2 separate regions of the Mus musculus genome follow, and region 1 is linked to region 2. The links are chromatin contacts, called in public HiChIP or PLAC-seq maps. All regions are on one chromosome and are shown on one strand. The core of a region is the stretch at or near the end of the contact, and the rest is flanking DNA. Distances in the headings are between cores, read along the strand shown. Region 1 holds the start of Vps4a (vacuolar protein sorting 4A). Region 2 holds the start of Ripor1 (RHO family interacting cell polarization regulator 1).

Region 1 (3,998 bases), core at 1,281-3,780, 1.4 Mb before region 2:
AAAGCCCCTTTCCCAAGTCATTTAAACAATGTAAATGACTGTAATATCAGGTTAAGCCAAATCAGACAGAACTACACAGTGTATGACTCCATTCAATAAAAAACTTCAGCCAGGTGATGGGGACACATGACTTTAATCCCAACACTCAGGAGGCAGAGGTGGGTGGATCTCTGAGTTTGAGGCCAGCCTGGCTAGCCAGGATGGCCAGGACTATACAGAGAAACCCTGTCCCCAAAACACCACCACCACCACCACCAAAACCAAAAAGAAAGCAAGCGGAAACTGACCTGCTGCCTGCCTGTCATAGTGTTAGTCTCTGGGGGGAGAAAAGACATCAATAGTATCCCTGAAGCCAACCATGCATGTTACAGTACTGATCTGCCATTGGTCCAATAGTGGCACAAAAGTTATGGGGGCGCTCAACTATATTTGGCTTGGATCTGAGGCCTGCTGTACAGGGAAGAATTCAGATCTGGCGCTGTAAAGCTGGTCAGAAGCCCATGGCTTAGGGACCACAGGCCTAGAGAAGAATCTACACTGTTGTTTTATTAGATGACATAATGCTGATCTGTCCTCTAAGTATTTATACTTATCTCCACAGATATAATCTAGGCCAGAGAAGTTGCTCCTCTCAGTGGTGGTGAGTTGGTTAGATGATTAGCAGTCAATGCAGACTCCTAACTGAGATTAGTGTCTATTGAGGGAGGGCTCAGCCCTGAGAGTTATCACCCATGTCCCCAAGGCACAAGAAAAAAACTGGAAGAGGGGAGGAAAGAGCCAGAGGCTGGAGGGGTGCTGTGAAATGCAGCTTACCTGCACCAGATGAGCTCACTAAGACCAATCAAAATTTAAGAAGCACTAACTGGGCACAGCGGGTTACTGAGAGGGGGGGCACAGGAGTAGGGGGTGGAGCTGGAAGTACACAAGACCCAGACTCATGGTTGACATGTATGAAACGTCAAAGAATAAAGGAAATCCCAGGAAAAAAGAAATCCGCTTCCTACCGGAGTCTGACAGCCTGAATTGAACATCCAGAAGAGAACCGATGCGTGCATGTTATCCTCGGACCTCCCCACACGGGCAGGTCATGGGAATGCGTGTGCGGGCACTGTCATACCCAGACAACACATGCACACCATACATACATATGCACGCAAACACAACAACGTACAATGCCACAGAGTATGCTACATGGGACAGTAGGGCTGAGGAGCAGTGGTTAAAGGCGTAGAGTTTCTTTGGTGATGATTCAAACCTCTAAAAGCCCTGGATGGTACAGTTTAAATATGTGACCGTTATAGCATGAGTGCTAGCTCTTCATAAAACTGTTTCCTAAAAGTTGGATAATATTCTTGGTTCACATGTAGTGCTAACTCTGGCCAGGCAGGTGGGATCAGGCCGAAGTTGGTTTAACCCTAAGAACAAACAGAACAGTTTCTGCAGTGAATGGTGGGTTCTAGTTCTGAATTCCATCTAATTTCAAGCCTAGAACAGAAATTTACTCCTGTATTTCTACTTGGAGCAGCCACCACCACCACCAGATATGCAAATATCACTCACTCTTTGATGCTCTGGCTAAAGTCCCTTCCTTCATAAAGTCTTACTTGGTTCCACCCAAACGCTTACTTTATTAGCAAAGGCTTACCGAGTACATGATATGCTGAACCTATGTTATAATTGCTTTCCCTGAATTATTGTCTCAAGTCGTCTGACAACCACCCTACAAGGGCACTGCCTATTTTAGTGATGAGGAAATCCAACATTCCAACATCCAAAACCTAGACACACTGGTGAGTGGCAGGGCTGGGATTTAAACACAAGCCTGAGGCCTGACAGTGTTTATGCTTTCTGACAGCTCTAGAACGAGCCCTTCCTTCATCCGGGCGGCGCCACCCCAGCATCACCCTGCAGGACGTAGGGAATGAATGAAGGGTGGCTGGCCGAGAAACCCGGGGCTCGTTGGAAGCAGCTCAGGGGGCTGCCAGGGCGCCTGGCAGGAGCGGGTGAACGCCGCTCCCGGAGCGACCTGCGGGACCCGGGCGCGCTCAGGGGGAGGCGGCGCCGCTGCAAGGCGGCAGTTCAGCCCCGGCTGCGCGTCCTGGGCTCCGGCCCGCCGGTTCGGCTTGGGCCGGGGCTCAGTGGAGACGTCCTTCGGGCTCCGAGCGCGGGAGAGGCTGCAGCGCGGGTGGGACGAGGCAGCCTGACAGGGACCGCCAGGCCGGGCTCCGAGGAGGCCACCGCCCGTCCGCTCCGCGGCCCGCAGGCCCTGCCGCCTTGGGCCTCCGCGGGCGCGCCGCACCCAAGTACCTGGAGGGTTGACGTTGTCATTTCATATCCTGGGTCCGCCCCACACCCCGCGGTGCTGCTTGCGGCCTCGGTCCGGCTCGGAGGAGCCGAGGTGGTGGGTCCGCCGCTTAGGAGCCCGGCAGGTCGGCTCTCGGCGCGGGCAGAGCTGCCACTAGCAGTGGGAGCCGAGTCCGAGGGTGAACGAGGAGCGCGGCCCAGAGCGGCCCAGCCCGAGTCACGCGGCTGCCGCCCTGTGGCCATGGCCTGCAACTGCAGACACCGCTCCTCTAAGAGGGGCGGGGCCTGCCGGGGGCGGGGTCTGGTGGGATACCGGTAAAGGGCCAGCCCGAAGGCCGGTAAAACCGGAGTGAGGGGCGGAGCCGCCGAGTGAGGGGTGGGGCCGACGGGGGCGGGGCCTGGTAGATCCGGGAGAGGAGCGGGGCTGGACGTGGACAAAGATGGGGAGTTCTGGGCGGAGTTGGGAGCCCAGGTGGGCGGGGCCGACCAAGGGCGTGCCTTGTGAGAGAGTGAGGGGCGGGGCGGAGGGAACAAGTAGAATCTGTACCCCACTTGAGTAAACCTAACCATAAAAAGTAAACTCCCTGGAGCTGTGTTTTCCCGCTATTTAATAGGTTATGTTAATTAGTATTTACCTTGCCTGTCTTAGGGGACAATGAATGAACTAATGTATACATAGTGAATGTCACACTGTGGGTTCAATCCCAGGTAACTGTTATGAGAGAATGATTCTAAAGCCTGTTTTGTGATGGTTTTTATTTTTATTTTTTTTTCAAGACAGGGTTTCACTGTGTTGCCTTGGCTGTCTTGGAACTCAGGCTGTCGACCAGGCGTAACCTCGAACAGAGATCCACCTGCCTCTGCCGTCTGAGTTCTGAGATTAAAGGCTTGTACCACCACCAAGTTTGTGCTAGTTTTTAACTGTTAACTTTTCTGGGCCAGCGAGATGGCTCAGCAGGTAAAAGCACTTGTGCACAAGACAAATGAGCTAATATCCCCAGTTCCTGCTGGGTGGAAGAAGAGAGCAGACTTCTTATAGTTGTCCTCTGATTGCCACACTCCTGCCCACCCAAACTCTCAGAGATCTGCCTGCCTTTGCTGGGATTAAAGTTTTGGGTTGCCATGCCCAGATACTTCTTTTTTTCAGGCAGGGTCTCTCTCTCTGTGTCAGGTGCAAAGGAAACTGCATTTCCTGAGATTCTGGAGCTGCTTCCCCTTTATCAAAGGAGCCACGTCATTTCCCTTACCACTGGCAGAAGGAACATGGCTGTCTGAGGTGCCTGTCAGCATAGGGAAGCGCACACTAGCCTCCAGGTCTGTGGGCTAATGTGCGCTTTGCTCCCTCCCCTAAACGTCACTCATGGGCTTCCCTTCCCCAGCTACTCATTTCTCCTCATAACCCTGCGATTTCAGCTCTGTGCCCTCTTGGTCTTGTCTTGTCTCTCCCTCTCTGCACAGCTCCTGCTCCCCTCACAGTCAGGTCCAGTCAGCTGACCCTATTCAGTCCACTCTGTTCTTTCTCAGCTCTGGGCTCTTCCGGATGCCTCTGACTGTTCCCTCCCTCATAGCTACAATAAAGATCATGGTGGCACATGCTTTTAATAACCTGCGCTCAGGAGCCAGAGGCAAGAGGATCTCTTGTGAGTTTGAGGACAGCCTGAACTATACAGCAAGCTCCAAGACCAACAGGACAG
Region 2 (4,002 bases), core at 345-2,844:
TGCTGACGTCATCTGGCAGCCGCCAACCAGAACTGCCACTGAAAAGGGGAGGGGGGCCTGCTATGGCCTAAGACCCCCACCCCACCCCGGAACCGGGTGGAGACTACTTAGTGGCCTCACTTCCTGCCAGCCTCCTCCCTGGTCAGCTGGTCACATTCCCTGTCCCGCCGCGTTCTGGGAGCTGGACAGCCTCCCCCGGCTAGGTCTGGCTAGGTCGCGAGTCCCAGCGGTGGCGGATTGGGAACGCTCTGACTCACTCTCGCCCTCCTCGCCTGGTTTTCCACCTAGGCAGATCCTAGTCCAAACGCCTTGTGCGCTCCCCTCCCTCCCACCCAAACCCAGGCCCAGGGACTGCTCATCTCGCTCTGCTGCCCACAGGGCCCAGGACTGTGTGGGAGGTAGACGAGGGAGCCTTGGCAGTCCTTGTCCGGCTGTAGTGCTCCCAACCCCCACTGTCAATACTAGAGAGGTGGATAGTGAATTCTTGCTTCTTCCCAACCCAGCTGTGTGACCTTGAAAATGCTGCTAACCTCTCTGGCCCAGTATTTACATCTGCCAGATGGTCATACACCTTCTCAGAAGGCTGCATGTCAGTCGAATGTGCAGGTCCAAGACGCACGCAGCCACATAGACGGTGGCCAGGACACCGTTATTATTGTATTAGATTTTACACACGAGACCAGCCTGCACGCACATCAGAAATGATTTGGAAGGGCCGGTAAGAGAGGTCACACTCAGACTTAACTTAAGATAGGAGGACAGAGGGTCCTAAAAGCTGACATAGCCGGGGCTCTAGCCCTGGTTGAACAACCCCTTCCCCAAACCAGTTCTACAGGATGCTTAGTTCTGACTGTTTGCTGAGTCCCCATAGCAGCTTCCATTTCCAGGGACAGGGTCTGTCGACCGCCGCCAAAACGACCTTCTCCAGCTTCAGCTTCGGTTTGGGTGGAGAGTGTGGCCTCGGGCAAATTCAGTCTTCAGTCACCTCGGGCCTGGCCCCAAAGCAGCTTAGGTCGACCAGGGCCAGGAACACTAGCTAGCTCATCTAGGGGGTCTCCTGCACCCTGTCGCCCCGTTCCCATTCCCAGATCAGCCTCTGCCGCACCGCAGGCTCCAGGATAAAGCCAATCCCAGGCCCAGAAAGGCGTCTCAGGCTCGCCCTCGGGCCTGCCCACAGTGGAGCCCCGGGGCACTGCCGTGGCGGCCTGGGCGCGGAAGGGAAGGGAGGAGGCGGCGGGCGCGGCAGAGCCGGAGGCGGCGGCTTTTGTGGGGCGAAGCTGCGTTCTCCGTGCCCGGGGTGGGGGTGGGGGTGGGGAGAAAAGACACGGCGCGATCCGGGTCGCGAGAACGGGGTGAGGCGGGACCCGGTCGCAAGTCCGGGAGCCGATGGGCGGCGCGGGTGCAGGACGCACGGGATCCACAGCTCGCCCCTTCTCCCCGCCACGGCCTTAGGAAACGGCGCGGACACTCACATGGCTGCGCTGGGCTGCAAGGACCTCGCGCTGTCGGTACTCTCGGCGTTGCCCGGCCTGCTCGCGCTGCAGCTGCCGCTGTCGCCGCGGCCGGCGCCTGCCCCTCCCTCCTCTCCGCCGCCCCGCCCCGCCCCTCTGGGCCCCACCTCCTGCGCTCCCCTCCGGCTCCCGCACCCCGAAGGGGCGCCCACAGCTCGCTCCGCCTTCGCGAGTTACCCGGCAGAGTGGTCTGCCTACCGTGTCAACCAGCTTGTGGAAAGGGAGAGCGAAGGGAGAGCGAAGGTGTCTGCGGGAACCGGACAGCTTCCTGGGAACTGCATGCAGACCTTAAATCTGGGGTAGGGGGCGCTAGGGAACCCCTCCTACTTGCCTCTTACCCAGATCTCTGCAGCTCTAAAGACCTCAGGCTCCCTTCCTGTCACCATAAACAGGTTCTTGGAGCTGACACGGAAAGTTGGGGTGGTTGGAGGAAGTGCTTAGGGTCTGGAGAGGCTTAGATAAGGGAACCAGAATCTGGCCTAACCGTCGCACACCTTCTGGGTTGAAGTTCTGCCCCTCATCCCTTCCCACTTTTTCAGCCAGCCTCAGTTTCCCGCTGTAGGATCAGAGAGCCTTTTCGACAACGTCTTCCTTATAAATAGGGCTCATAGCTAGGCCAGGCAAGCGTGTAACCACTCAGCGGGTACTGCTTTCTGGGGAGTTACAGATTTTGTTTCTGGGATATAAGTGACTAACCTGGTAAGGTCTGGGTATGCGTACTGGGAACATACATTGGCCATGGGGGTCAAAGGCAAAAATGAGTTATGGTGTAACAGAGAGCTGGCCTGACCAACAAGCTGACTCCAATCCCCTACCCCTCCCATTATTAACCAGATGCTATTAGCTCTCTCCAACCCCCTGTCCCTATCCTCCACCTCTTGGCGTTCCTGTTTCCTGCAACATCTCATCTTTTGAGGTAGGTCAGGCATACTCAGGGGTGGTCTGATGGATTTTAAGAGGTGCCTGAATTTCTGAGCCTGACACTGATCCTGAGCGTAGGTCTCAACAACCCGATATGGTAGGATTCTGGAATACCAACATCTTCATCCCCCTAGGCTCTTTCCAGAGACACCCTCAGCCTCTTTCTCAACCCTCCAGGCTTTTCCCCCAGAACACTTGCTTGTTCCAGAGCCCTGGATGCCCTTGTGAATGCCCCCATCCCTTTCCCAGGATTTTTTTTTCTTTTAAACACAGGGTCTAACACTATGTAGCCCTGGCTGTTCTGGAACTCTCTCTGTAGAGCAGGCTGGCCTCAAACACCCAGAGATCACCCAGAGATCTACCTGCCTCTGCCTCCCAAGTGCTGGGATTAAAGGCATGCGCCACCACTGCCGGGCTCTTTTTTTTTATTTTTTATTTAATTTATTTAGTTTTATTTTATGTGCATTGGTGTTTTGCCTGCATGTATATCTGTGTGAGGATGTCAGATCCCCTGGTACTGGAATTACAATTGTGAGTGATTGGCCTGTGGGTGCTGGGAATTGAATCCAGGTTCTCTGGAAAAAACAGCCAATGTTTTGAACTGCGGAGCCATCTCTCCAGACCCCCCTCCCCAGAACTCTCAAAACTTGTCGTCCCTGGACCTCTGGCTAGCTCTAAAGCTTCCCCCTTCAGCAAAAGATTCTTCAAGTACTTTTTCGGCAGATGACCTCTTCTCTTTTTTTCTCGGTCAAGTTTCTGACCAACTCCTCTCAGACCTTGAATCAGGACCAGGTAGCAAGCAAGCCACCTGCATGTAGGGAGGGGCCCTGTGCGTGAGTTAAGGAATCTGACTGTGGTATCTAAGCATTTTAGTGCAGAGATCAACACTGTCCTGGCTCCTAGTGGGAGTTTTGAAGGACAATTTGTTGAATGAAAGAGTGAACGAGCCAGTATCAGTAACCTGCTCTGTCAACCCTCCCTCCCCTCTCTTCTTGCCCCACCCCAAACTTCCATTCTTTTCTTGACTCTTCTGGGAATCAAATCCAGGAGCAAGTGCTCTCCTACTGAGCTACACTGTCTGTCTTTGGTCCACAGAGACGGGGCCTTGCTATGAGACCAGGCTAATCCCAAACTCACACTATTCCTACTTCTGCCTGCTACGTGCTAGGATTGAGGTTGTATGCCACTGTACCTGGTTCCTAGTCCTCCAGGCTGTGCACACTTGACATCTTTAAAATGCATTATCTCCTCTTCTCTCCCACATTACCAATGCTCTGTCATCCATCCATTCACCAGTGAATATTCCTGAGCACCAAGAGTTGGGAAATGTGCTGGTTGCTAGAGTGGCAATGGCTTAGAGCTGTCCCTGTGCCACCACCACTTGGCTAATCAAGACACTTTCTGAGAAACATGTTCAGCTTTCAAAGACTGACATCATATAATTCTACTTCAAGAAACCCTTCCGGTCTATAGTACTTTGAATAGAACCCATGGCCCAAGGACTGCTGGGTAAAAATCACCCTACTGCTAAGAGCTTAATTTCAGCCTGAACATCCTCACATTATGAAAA

The links. HiChIP or PLAC-seq counts read pairs in DNA pulled down with a chosen protein or histone mark.
Region 1: a contact with region 2 is called in a FOXA1 HiChIP or PLAC-seq map of pancreatic cancer cells. The contact joins the promoter of Vps4a here to the promoter of Ripor1 in region 2. A contact is called at or near these places in 1 of 39 promoter capture datasets (liver), 1 of 115 datasets of contacts at active chromatin or transcription factors (pancreatic cancer cells) and 1 of 9 other capture datasets (liver).

The regions. Positions count from the first base shown.
Region 1 is chr8:107,029,801-107,033,798 of GRCm38.p6, reverse strand. Vps4a (vacuolar protein sorting 4A) reads right to left here and starts at 2,530. Exons shown (of 11, transcript NM_126165.2): 1 at 2,308-2,530. The coding sequence starts at 2,328.
Region 2 is chr8:105,602,821-105,606,822 of GRCm38.p6, reverse strand. It overlaps Ripor1 (RHO family interacting cell polarization regulator 1), which reads right to left and starts at 1,594. Exons shown (of 22, transcript NM_001081241.2): 1 at 1,473-1,594.